2 separate regions of the Anas platyrhynchos genome follow, and region 1 is linked to region 2. Evidence: chromatin contacts called from public Hi-C data. All regions are on one chromosome and are shown on one strand. Each heading gives the region's core, a stretch centred on a gene start, on an enhancer-like site or on the middle of the called end of the contact. The rest is flanking DNA. Distances are from core to core; before and after follow the strand shown.

Region 1 (5,839 bases), core at 1,214-3,713, 66 kb before region 2:
GGCACAGGGTGTGCTCGGGGTGGGGAGCGGAAAGAAAGGATGGAGGTGGCGGTGGTGGTGGGAGGCTGGAGAGGGGAGAGGAGCCCCAGCGGCGCGGGGGAAGCGAGGGCCGACGGCAGAGAGCGTGTGAATAATGGGGGCAAATATAATCTAGCTGATTACGTGCAGCTCTCGCGCCGAGTCCCCGAGCCCGTCTCTGGAGAGCTTTTATGCTGCGAGGACAAAAATCGCTGCCAGGGCGAGCCGAGCGCGGCTCCGCGTGCCTGAGCGCGTGGCCGTGGGGGTGGCCCCGTGGTGCTCAGCTCCTGGGGGGAGTGGGAGCGGAGCCCCCCCCGTGGGGCAGCCCCCCCTGAGCCGTGCAGCGCCTGGCGGAGGCTCCTGCAGGGAGCCCTTCCCTGCTGGCCCTGTCATAGCCGAGGCACCGAGCACGCCTTCAGACTTTGCCAGCAAATGGTTTTTAATTAAAACCAGAAGACGTTCCTCCATGTCCTGGCTCTTCAGCGATGACCACCGCTTACATCCTCCGCTTTTGGTCTTCCTTTCTGCACAGCTTGAAGCGCAGAGATGAAAGTAACCCAAAAAGCCCCAGAAAAAAAAGAAAAAAAAAAAAAAAAAAGGCAGCCATAAAATCGCGCTGCCCAGACGTCCCCCTCTCCCTTCCCACCGGTGCTGCTGCCCCGGGGGGGCTCTCACCGCCGAGCCCCTGCTCCAGGCACCGTGGGGATGTGGGCGCTGGCCCGTGGGCGCTGGGGCGAGATGCTGGCGAGTGGCACGGCCCCGCGAACACGAGCCTCGAGACGTGACCGGAGCCGAGCGGCCGGTGGCCGTTGCCTTCAGCCCTTCTAAAAATAACAGCCACGAGCACCACCAGCGCCATGCGTCTAACTGGAACCAGCTTTCGAAACTCCCAGCTGGAAGCAGGTTTCGAAGTGTATGTGAGCCTTTCTGGGAAAGAGCAATTAAAAATAGCGAACAACTGAAAGCCGAGCCTCTGCCGCAGGTCCTGCACGTGCCCAGGGTGGCAATGGAGAGCCTGGTTTGTCAGAGCAGGCGTTTCTTGCTGCTCGTCGTGGGGAGGCTCAGAACGAGGGCTTGGAGGGGTGCTGGGGGCTGGGGCTGCCCCTCGCTGCCTCCTGTGTGCCCACAGCATGGTGCCCATCCCGGGGGCACGGGGGCATGGCAGTGGGATGGGTGGTGGTGGCGGCTCCCACGCCACAGCCCCGCCAGCAAGAGCCCACTCGGGTGGTTTATTCCAGCATTTTCCCCAGCTGGCTGCCAGCACATTTGGGCTGGAGCTGGCAGGCGGCGTGCAGAGAGAGCTGGGGCCACATCCAGGCTGGAGCACTGCAGGGCAAGGCCAGGCTGTTCCGGGGGGATTTGATGGAGCCACATCCTACAGGGGCATGGGAAGTGCTCCAAGCATCCCGCATGGGCTTCAGTAGGCTCCTCGTGGGTGCTCCGAGCAGAGGCAGGAGGACACGCGGTGCCCTGGCAGCAGCACCCCCAGCCCCTGCAGCCCTTGGGCAGCTCCAGGGGGCTGCTCTGTCCCCAGGCTGTGTGTCGTCTGCTGGCCTTGTCCCCAGCCTGCTCGCATCTCCTCCCACAGCCCTAACAAGAGCAACTGGGGCCACCGCAGAGTCCCTGGAGCTCCCCCGATGGCGGCTCCCTTGGCACTCGTTTCCTCTCCGCTGCGTTCGCGCTGCTCTGTCCTAATTCCCTAACGAAGGGCCGCGCGAGAGGAAGTCTTGCGGAAGCCCATCCTGGCAGCAGCCTTCCTGCTACCAATCAGCTCATCAGCCCCTTCACAAAATGATTTCCTAGGGGCCGGACGAGATCCGTTTTCATGTATTTGGGCTGGCATAAAGCACAGACCTCTCCTTCCCGTCTCTACGCAATAGGTCCCCGGTTCTCCTCCCACCCGTTTTATGCTTAATCAAGGTCACAAACCAGGGCGTCCCATTCCCTCCTTTAAAGTGCTGGCAAAACACTCGGCTTTTCCTGCACCATCACCACGTGCTGGATCCCAAGGTGCCCCGAGCAACTCGAGTGCTCCCAGAGTGCTGAGCCCCGCACCGGTGCCTGAGGTCCTGCTGGTGCCCGTGAGGATGAAGGTGTCTCGTCATCCTCCCGGGGTACCTGCTGTCCTGTGTGAGATGGGTTTGCAAACACAAGTGGGAATGTCCATCACTGCTGCTTCTCCTCTTCTCACCAATGCTTGGCCCTTTTCTGGTGATGCCAGCGAACACAAATCCCTCTCCCGTTCCCATTTTGCTGCGGTCTGGAGGGGTCCTCCACCCCTTGTCACCCCTTAACCATTTTCTCTAGCACCTCCTGACTTTTCTCCCTCACAGCCTGGTAGCAACCTTCGAACACGTGAGGAACATGATGTGATGGGGCTGTGCGCGGAGCCCCCCGGCCACGCAGCGAGGCCAGCCTCGGCGCGCAGCCTCCCAAGGACACGGGAAGGCTGCGGTGCCGGAGCAGCCCCGGGGCTGTGCAGGAGCTGGGGAGCAGACAGATGAACTGACACGGCCAAGGCTGTGCGGTTGGTTGGGAATAGATCTGCCATCGCCTGGCGTGTGCTCAGCCCGGCTGCCTGTTATCCATCTTGCAAGCTGCCAGTTTTAACAATGGACATGCTGTCAATTCTCCATAATAAAATCCTTCCTCCACATACATATATGCGCAATCAGAGGCTTTTTGGTGGGGCTTTTCGTTTTTCTTTTTTGCGCCAGCCGCATCCACGCCACAGCCAGCCAACGACACGGGCAACGCTGGGCAGGAAGAGCCACGCGAGCAAAGCCGGGGCGAGGCGGGTGGGTGTCCGCAGCCCTGCAGCGGGGTCCCGGCGGGGCCAGCAGTGCCTGTGAGCACACGGAATTGGTTTGCGTGTGGGTGGTGCGTTCAATGCAAACCTCCCTTTGGGCTGCGGAGGTGCTCGTGGGTGTTGTGAACCTGGCGAGCGAGCAGGAGGAGGGCGAGGGCTCCCCGTGGGGATGCAGGGTGGGGGCTGAGCAGAGAGCAAGGGACCACAGGGGGCTGCAGGGGCTGCAGCCAGGATATGGGGACATGGCCTTGGCTGCCCTGTTCAGTTCTGCCACCCCCACACCCTGTGGGAGAGCAGGACGGGGTCTTGCAGGCAGAGCACGCTATGGGGTCCCACCAGGATCAAGCAGGAGACCAAGAGCCTCAGCCTCGCCGGTGCCAGCCTCGGTGGGGACGTGGGGGCTGTACAGGAGGAGCAAGCTGGGGGGGAGGCAGCTGGTGTGTAGGCCCACACAGAGGCTGCGCAGAGGAAGGAGAGAAGGGAAAACGGCTTCTTCAGAGCCCTGGATGCTGGGGAGGCAGCAGGGAGCCTCCCAAGAGGGAGAGGCCGTGCTGGAGAGGCCAGGAGTCTGGGATGGGATGGGATGGGATGGGATGGGATGGGATGGGATGGGATGGGATGGGATGGGATGGGATGGGATGAGGTGGGGTGGGATGGGATGGGATGGGATGGGATGGGATGGGATGGGATGGGATGGGATGGGATGGGATGGGATGGGATGGGATGAGGTGGGGTGGGCAGCACCACAGCAAATGGCTGGAGGGAGCTGGGGCTGGAGCTAAACTCCACTGGTGAGCTGGGGCAGAACCAAGGGCAGTGCCAGCGCAGCTCCCAGGTAGCAGCAGGGCTCTGCCAGGAGCCCCAAACCCTGCGGAAGCTTGGCCAAACCCCTGCACCCCACAGGCAGGAGCCCTTTCTCTTGGAGCCTGTCTGGGGGACCATGTCCCCACCCCAGCACTTCAGATGCTTTGGGCTTGGATCTTGGTTCCTGACCGGGTGGGGCAGAGCTCCAGCACCGCCGGAGAGCTCTTCCAGACTGTTGGGTGCATACTGGGGTGTACGTGCACAGTCCAGGCACGTTGCTGATAGCTGCTCCATGTGTCTCCCTGTCCATGCTCTCCCTCCTGATTAGCAGTTGTTTGATGGAAGGTGACAGCCCTTGGTAGACTCCTCTGCCCAAGGAGCACCTCCGTGGCAGCCTCGAGAGCAAAACCAGAAGCTCGGGGAAACCCTGGTCCCCCATCACTGTGGACACGGGCAAATACTTCTGGGGAGGCATCTCCTGGGGCAGCAGAGGCTGGGATGAGACCGAACAGTGAGCTGGGCTCAGCCAAAGCCCACGTATGGCTTCTGTGAGGTGTGGAGGAAAAAGAACCGGGTGGGAGCACCCAGACCAAAGGTGACCCCAAGAGAGGGCTGCGGAAAGGCACTGGGGAGGGATGAGGTGGCACGCGTGGCATGGGGAGCCCCTGTTGGTGAGAGGCTGGCGGGGTGAAGGTGCTGCTGGGCCAGTTTAATTCACTGGATCCCTCCAGCAACACGGTGCAGTTTCTCCCAGCTGTGCTTGTCTGCAATACAGCCATCCCTGCTTCCCCAAAATACTTGGGAGGGCTGGAGTAGGCCAACTCCACCACCCTCATCGATGCTGCAGGGAGCCTATTTTAAGCCTTGCTAACGTAGGAGGATTAAATTTGGCTGGCTGAGACACGTCCTGCTCCCAGCTGTCCCCCCAGCCTCCCCTGAGGTTGGCAGCTCTGCGGCAGGCACGTCTCGTGATGCAGGAGGCTGCCCTGACCCTCCCAGGTCGCCTGCCCTAGCGCAAGGGGAAACCAAAACCAGGGCATTTTCCATCTGCGCTACGCATCTCAGGTTCGCAACAAAAGCTCTTCCAGGGGCAGGAATCAACGGGTTGAAATGTGGAGTCTGTACGCTCCGGGGCCAAACCTGGCCGAGGTTGGCTTCGAGGCCCCCCAGCCCCACAACTGCTCCAGCCCCTCTGCGAGGAGCAGTGCCAGGCTCTCACACTGCACCCAGCCAGCGCTGCAGCAGCGCGGGGGCCTGCGGCTTTTCTCCCTGCCAGCATGCTGCTGGGGGGGGTGGAAGCCAGCAGCAGCACGGGGCTGCCCCTGCCCTCCCACCGGAGGATGCAGGTGTTTGGGCAGCCCTGCCAAGACCGCTGTGGTGCTTCGCCATCGCACACCCTGTGGGGTGCATGGTCCTGTAGTTTGCCCTCGCTGCTCTGGATTCCCCGCGCGTTATACGCTCCCGGTCAGTCATGTATTTTTATTAATTTATTGCCTGATTTATTCTTGGAGCACTTGCCGGAGAGCCCTGTGGAAAGCTGCATCTCGCCTGCACAGATTTATCTGCCTAGAGCCAGCGGTGTAGGTATCGAGGAGGACATCACACCAGCCATCGCTGGCTGAGTTACCAACCAAATTTCCAGCTGGAGGAAATGAGGCAAGCGGTGGAGGGGACGGCGCTGATTTACACCCAGCCCACGGCCTCCTCCCGAGCACTGAGCTGGCCTCCGTCACTGATTACCGCTGCCATGGGGAGCGTCGCTCGATGGCTCTTCCTCAGTTTGCTCGTTTGGAAGATGGGGGTAATAATACCCATCACCTATTTGCCATGCTGTTGTGAATTTTCATGAGCTACCATCTGAACGGGGCTTTGAGCAGGAAAACTGCTGTATCAGCTCTAGGCAATGATAAACAATACTCAGCATTTACATATTCAAAGCACTTTGATTAACTCTTGGGGTTTAAGGACTTGATTCAATTCCCACCGAACTGCGATGGCAGCTGGACGGGGTTATCGGCAGCGCGGGGCGGCCGGGGCTGGGGGTGCTGGGGCCTCACCCCCCGCCTGCAGCCGCTTTGCGGAGGGGAAAAGCCCTTGCAGAAGTCCCGCAGAGCACCTCGCACCTTAAACCACTGCCGAATAAAGGAGGAAGGATGAGAAAGGAATAACGCTCATCCCCGCCTCGGTAAGCGGCGAGATCCTGCGATG
Region 2 (6,694 bases), core at 220-2,719:
CTCCTTTCCCTGAGCTGTGCTGCGGCCCCCCAGCAGGGCCCGCCAAGGGAAGGCGGTGGCAAATCTGCTCTCCAGGGCTCCTCCGGACGTGTGCAGGGACTCTCCGTCCTGACAGCCTCAGCCAGAAGGTCCCCCAAGCGCTGACAAGCTCTGCAACTGTGATGAACCAAACCTTTTGCATAATCAATAATTAATGTCTGGGGTTTCCAAGCAGCTAATTAATCTCTTGGTGAAGCAGGAAAAAAATATTTAGAATAAATGTAGGTGTTTTTAAGCCAGGTGAGCAGAAGTTCATGCCTGATCCAGGCTCTGCTTTCAAGCCCTGTCCTTCCTGAACATCCCTGGAGAGCTCCTTGCTCAAAGTGATGCTATTCATTGCCAGGGAGTGGACAATATTGATCATAAATATTTGCCTAATGAGATCATATCTGCTTTCCAGCATATGCGGTGAGTGACCTCGGAAGGCCTGTGTCCTTTGGGTGAGCTTGCAAAGCACTCTGTTGTCTGGCTGAGTGCTCAGCTCTTGAAGTGAGCTGTACCGGGTCCGTGTGCTGGGGGACGTGTGCTGCTGGGTCACTGGAGGCTGGGAGCTTTGCTGAGACACACCAGAGCATCCAGTCCTACTGTTGACCCAGCTGGGAAAGGCAGAACGCCCATCCTTCAGGCTCCAGGTTGAGGCAAAGGTTTGAGGGGATGTCTCTGGGTCACTGGTTTCAGACCTGGGGAATCTTGCAGGCTTCTTTGGGTGAAACATCCCACCTGCAGCAGCACTCCCACCTGGGGGACCTCTGCCAGCTCCACTACAAGCTCCAGCAACAACTAAGCTCAGGTAGCTCAGCCCTGAGACACAGATTTGATTCAATTTGAGGAAATAGGAGGGAAGCAGGGAAGCGACGAGGAAAGGTCCGTTTGCAAATTTCAGATTCAAAGTTCAGCTTTCAAAGAGCCTCCTCCGAAAGAAGGCCAGCCAAGGGTGCTTGACCTCCCGCTGCTATCCTCTGCACCAGGGCAGCACTCCTGTAAGCTGGCGCAGCTGCCTGGCTTGTTCTGCCCACAGGAGGATGGAGCGAGCAGTTTCATCTGGCTCCTTCAGCCTCCGTGGGTCAGAGGGGATGGACTCACACGCCTTGTGCCGAGCTGTCCCCATGGCAGCTGGCTGTCCATCCTTCCTCTCCTGTCACTGGGGAGGAACAGATCCTTTCAGAGTGGGATCTCTTTGCCGCATGAATGTCGACACTCTCGGGGCCCGTGCTGTCCTTGAAGCACCTGTTTCTCTCTGTGACTTTTGGTGTCCTTGTGTGGCTATCCCCAGCTGCAGCCCCGCGAGGTCTGGCAGACGAATCGTGGCAGGTAGATGACCACAGCTCCTCAGTGGTGATGGGGGAGAAGGCTTTGTAGGGTTCTGGTCAGCACCAGACGTGTCTACTCCACCTCCACACTGGGTGTTCAGATGCGGGCTTGCTGCAGTCCATGTATGTGCTAGCAGGCTATGAATTTGCTCTCCCCAGCCCTGGCTTCTCAGCTTGTCCCAGAATAGCCAAGTCACTGACTCGTGGCTCGTTTTGAACGATTGCCAAGCAGCTGCAGCTGTCCTTGACTTTATCGCTGCTCCAGTGCGGCTTTGCCCAGCTCCACAAGTTCACACTAGGAGACTCCACTCCCCCTTCCCAGAATAGAAGACATCCAGGGCCCAGCGTCAGCAAGTTTAGCAGCTGTGGGAAGCGTCCTCTGAGCAATCAGTAATTTGTCTGGTTGAAAGGCCTCAGTCCTTGTGGCTAATGAGTAGCTCAAGATGAGACCTGTGATCTTCTCACCCTCTTGAAGCCTTGCTGGTGACTTCCAAGGACTCCCTGGCTTGCTCCCACCTCCGTGCCAGCTCACAAATGGCATGTAAGCTGATCCTCTGCAACTGACCCAAAGCTCATGGTCAGCTCTGGTTTTCTGCTGCTGCTCCCCACACTGCTCTCAGCCACCTGTCTCCATCACACCCTCTGCATCCTTCTCCCCGATAGACTCCTACCTTCCTCTCTGTTGATCCCACATCGAGCACTGCTCTCTCTAAACCATCCTTGGTGTGGTTCAATGCTTGTCGAGGAGACATTGTAGGGGCTCTGTGGTAGGCAGAGGGACTGATGATTGATGGTGATGATGCAATGACCTGCTTCTGATCCTTGTAGCCAGCTCCTTGAGTCTCCAGCCCCTCTTAATCCTCTCTTCAACTTGGAAAAGAATACAGCTTGTCTTCTGAAGAGGCTTAGGTATGTGAGGACTGACCTTGGGTTTGGTTCATGCTGATGGAGTGTAAAATCAGAGCACAGGGCAGATAACTCAGCCAGGGGAACAGGTCGACTGGATAGCAGTTGTATTTCTGTGCAGATGCTTACTGCATTCACCCACTGGTTTCTGCAGGAGCAGCATGGAAAATTAAGGCACAGTGCGATTAATGGATTTACCTGAGACCTGTCAAGCCTCCTTGTCCATTGCTTTAAGTGTCTCTGCTCCCCTAGAGAAAGTTCAGCTCCCAGAGAAAGTGGATTTCTTCACTTTCAGAGGTGTTACAGGCTTGGAGTGTTAACTGCCCCATGTTATCATGCATTGGCTGAAGGATGGGAACATCTTGGACCGAGCTAATTCAGTGGTGTTATCATTGCTGGTTCTCTGAGCTGTATGATGGGGCGTCATCTGCTCATCTGCCTTCAGGTTTAGTGGCCTTGGGGTGAAGAAGAACATGAGCTCAGGGCAGCTGGGGGGGATTACTGCACAGGACTGCAGGAGCTTCCTCTCAGCTGGGAAGGATGGCAGGAGCAACACGAGTGGTGGAAGAGCTTGAGAAAGGAGGGATTCAGGGGGACAGCCTTCCAGTATGAGGAGGTTAGCGAGAAGATGGAGCCAGACTCTCGCAGTGGTGTACGGTGAGGAGGAGAGACAGTGGGCACAAGCTGAAATAAAGGGAATTCAGGCTGGAGACAGAGGCACACTTTTTCTGCACAAAGACAGCCAAGCACCAGCAGGTTGCCCGGAGAAGCTGTGCAGTCCCCATCGTCGGAGGTTTTCAAGCCCCCAGTGGACAATGTGATCTTATCTCACAGCTGACTTCGCTTTGAGTGGAAGGCAGGGCTAGAGACCTCCCGAGGTCCCTTCCAGCCTGAGCTATTCTGTAACGCTACAATGAGGTCAAGATGATTGAGCAGTGAAGGGCAGCACTCCAGGACCTCTCCACCGCCCCACACGACTACCTCCACAAGCAGCTATTCTGGCTACCGAAGGCTGGAAGTAGGTGGCTGAGCCACGCTTAAGATCTCAGTGCATGGGATTCTTTTGTTCTGGTGCTTTTTTGGGGTTGATTTTTAGTCTAGATCCTTTCACTGAGCTGTTCATAGCATGGCCTTAGGAAGCAGCTGGTGCGGCAGTGGGTGCAACAAGCACTTGGAGCTCTGTGTCCAGGTCTGGAGCCCCCAGCAGAAGAAGGATGTGGAGGTCTTAGAGCGGTTCCAGAGGAGGTCCACAAAGACGACCAAGGAGCTGGAGCACCTCTCCTGCAAAGAAAGGCTGAGAGAGCTGGGGCTGTTCAGCCTACAGAAGAGAAAGCTCCTGGGGGGACCCCATTGCAACTTCTCAGTACTTGAAGGGGGCTTTTAAAAAAGATAGAGAGCAACTCTTTGCTCAATCGGATAGTGACAGGATGAGGGGGAATGGTTTTAAATTAGAAGAGGGGAGATTTAGATTAGAGGTTGGGGGGCAATTTTTCACTCAGAGTGTGGTGAGGCACTGGAACAGGTCGCCCAGAGAGGTTGTGGATTCCCCATCCCTGGAGGTGTTCAAGGACAGGTTAAATAAGCCCCTGAGCAACCTGGTCTCGTGGGTGGCATCCCTGCCTATGGCCAGGGGAGTTGGAACTAGATGACCTATGAGGTCCCTTCCAACCCAGGCCATTCTATGATTCATACGGCAGCAAGAGGGAAAGATCAGGCAGAAGGCAGGTCTGCACAGTGGCTGCTGCAGAAGCTGGTGCAGAAAGGACACCATGGCTGAAAGAACAACAGGTCACCCAGTGCCACGTTCTGCTTCGGGTTGGCACCCTTGCTGGCACTGGGACAATGAAGTCTGGTCTAGGGCAGCAATGGTTAAACTAAATTGCAGTGCTTACAGAGAAAGTGCCTGGAGAGAAAATGCTCACAACGCCTCCGGGAAAACAGAGGTTCACAGGGTCACTCGCCTTCCACAAGCATTCAAGTGGCTGCCTTCTGAGCGAGGACACCGGACCTGGCAGTGCTCACACGCCATCCACAGCACCTCCTGGGCACGCATCCCCTCCCAGGTGTGGGGGCGAAGCAGCAGGAGGCTCACAAGGCTCAGCAGCCAGCCGGCTGTGCCTGAGCCAGCGGGACGCGCAGAGATGTGCTCACGCCAGCCCTGCTGTGCTGCAGGCTCAGGGCCTCCAGGGGAGGAGAGGGACACTGCGGCAGCCGAGTCAGTGTCTCCATGAGCTCAGCCTCTCAGACAACCCTGCAGACCACAGTGGCTGGCCTGGCGGGGATGTGATGTGCAGCGCAGTGGTGGTTCTTCCCTTTCTGTTTGCTTCGACCTCTTTGTGAGGGAGGTTTTGGTGCCCAGGTTCACATCCTCTTTGTCAAAACAAGGTCAGCTCTCAGCTCCACGTGCACTTCGGTGCCCAGGTAGCAGCCAGCAAGGCGAGCGGCACCTGGGGGTGCGCAGCTGCCCGTTCCCAGCCCTGCTCCCCAGGGACACGTGCTGCCCAGGCTGGGGAACGCTGGTTCCTTGGCAGCTCAAGGTCCAGAAAAAACTGCAGTCACACAGCTATATATAGCCCAGGAGAGCGGGCCGTGAGCGCTGTGACGCAGCCTGGAAGCAGCGCCTGGCAGCTCTCCAGCAGCTGGCAGCGAGGCGCGTGGCTTTTGCTTTTTAGGGGCAGTGGTGTGCAGGGGAGGCGGGGGGCAGGGGCTGGCAGCGGGAGGGATTCAAGGGGGACTTCATCCTCATGGGGCTCCAAGTGCTGGAGCACAGTGGATGTGATGCTGCTCACGGTATCTGGGGCTGGGAAGAGTTTTTTTTCCTCTGGCCTGAGGATGGAAGGGTCTCTTGGGCTGTGAGGGCTCCTCAGAAGGGAAGCAGAAGCCATCACCACTGATCCAGCAGGGCCAAACCAGCAGGACCAAAGCACGGCAATGAGCCAGCTAGTCCCAAACCACGCTGACAGCTCCATCATCACCTTCCTTCATCACCTCACCAGCTGCAGCTTCAAGGTGTCCTCTGCTGTCCCAAAGCCTGGGGAGACCTCAGGGAAGGGGCATGGTGGGGCAGGATGTTCTGCTGGACCCTGGGAGCTTCAGGTCTACAGCCAGGACATGCTTTGGCCCTACTCATGACCCAGAGCTCTGCTTGGTGCCTGGCTACTGGGTGGGAACAGGGCCTGGTGGCTCTCCCATGGCACCGAGGGAAAGCCAGGAGATGCTTGGAGCAGCACAGGGTCTGCTGGAGTCAGCACCTCTCCACATCTGGACAAGCAGAAACCCCCACCAGCAGGGTCTGAGGTCAGCCTCACACAGCTGCTTGGCTTGGACAGGGAGGGACTCGCTTTGCCGTGTTAGCAAATTGATTGTTAGCAGTGAAACCCTACTGATCAGAATCAGAATAAGCTTCTGAGTGATTCCTGTGCCCATAGATCCTGACTGAGGCTGTGGAGGGCAGCAGTAACCCTGGCACACAGCACATGGAGAGCTCCAGCAGGCAAATACCAGCCTGGAGAGCAGGGCTGGCAGTGGGTTTAACGCACTGGTGGGGATTGCCACATCTCGGGCTGCAGGAGCAGCCCCAGCCCTCATTACTGGCACTCGGATGTGTGCTCAGCCCCGTGGGACGAGGTGGGAGAGGTGGGTAGCGAGCCCCCAGCGGGGGTGATGGCCTTGTCCTGCTCTGCAGCGGTGACCCCGGGTTCAGGCTCACTTCCCTGCCCACGCCGAGGCACGGAGCAGGGTCCCACCAACCCAAACACCTCTCTATGGGTTTCACAGTGCTGAAGGAGCAGAGAGTGCCCCAGCATGAGTGCTCCAAAGCAGACGGCACTGCCGCACAGAAACCTGTACCCAAATGCTCCGTATCGTGTTGTACAGCATGTCTAGAGTCAGGCCAACAAATTTAGACCTGAAAATGCATATAATTGCCAGGCAGGACTTTGAGGCTGGAAGAACTTCAAAGAAAACCGAACTCTCACGCCTTGACAGCAGTGTGCTGGTGCTCTACGTTTAGTGGGACAAATCCTACCTTTGCATGTACCGTAGTCCTAGCAATGCCTGAAGGTCCAATCTGGCTCACTGAAGAGCCTGTTTCAGCTGAGAAACTTGCAGCACTTAAATATTTGTTGGTTTGGCTCAGAAATAAGGCTTGCTGGGTTTAGCACGATACACTGTATTCCCATATAGCTCTTTCTCTCTCGTCCTACTATTTCTGCAGCTTAGTTTTTTCAGCTCATTGCCTAGAAACTGCCCCGCAAGAGTGGTAATTGCTGTCACTTGCAGCAGATCTTTCTTTGGTCACCGATGTGTCTTGAATCAGCATACGGGACTAGTTATGGGAGCTGGTTCCTCTGCAGAGCACGGCACAGAGCATCTCCTTGTCCCCAGCACGGGTCCTTGTCCCCATCCCACCACCCTCTGCTTCAGCACACAACATCCCC

Evidence for each region. A called contact is a pair of places that touch in the nucleus more often than the background predicts.
Region 1: a contact with region 2 is called in a Hi-C map of subcutaneous adipose tissue, with 2.7 times the contacts expected there. The contact joins two enhancer-like sites. A contact is called at or near these places in 4 of 8 Hi-C or Micro-C datasets (liver, skeletal muscle and subcutaneous adipose tissue).

What each region holds. Positions count from the first base shown.
Region 1 is chr14:12,201,510-12,207,348 of IASCAAS_PekinDuck_T2T, reverse strand. All of the region lies in intron 2 of NDUFA2 (NADH:ubiquinone oxidoreductase subunit A2), which reads left to right. Among named protein-coding and RNA genes, the nearest start is that of CXXC5, 18 kb to the right of the region's middle. Within about 2 kb of position 2,463, at least 2 of the 8 cell types and tissues checked have an H3K27ac peak or open chromatin away from gene starts, as enhancers often do.
Region 2 is chr14:12,133,791-12,140,484 of IASCAAS_PekinDuck_T2T, reverse strand. All of the region lies in intron 1 of LOC139998665 (a long non-coding RNA gene), which reads left to right. Among named protein-coding and RNA genes, the nearest start is that of CXXC5, 49 kb to the left of the region's middle. Within about 2 kb of position 1,469, at least 5 of the 8 cell types and tissues checked have an H3K27ac peak or open chromatin away from gene starts, as enhancers often do.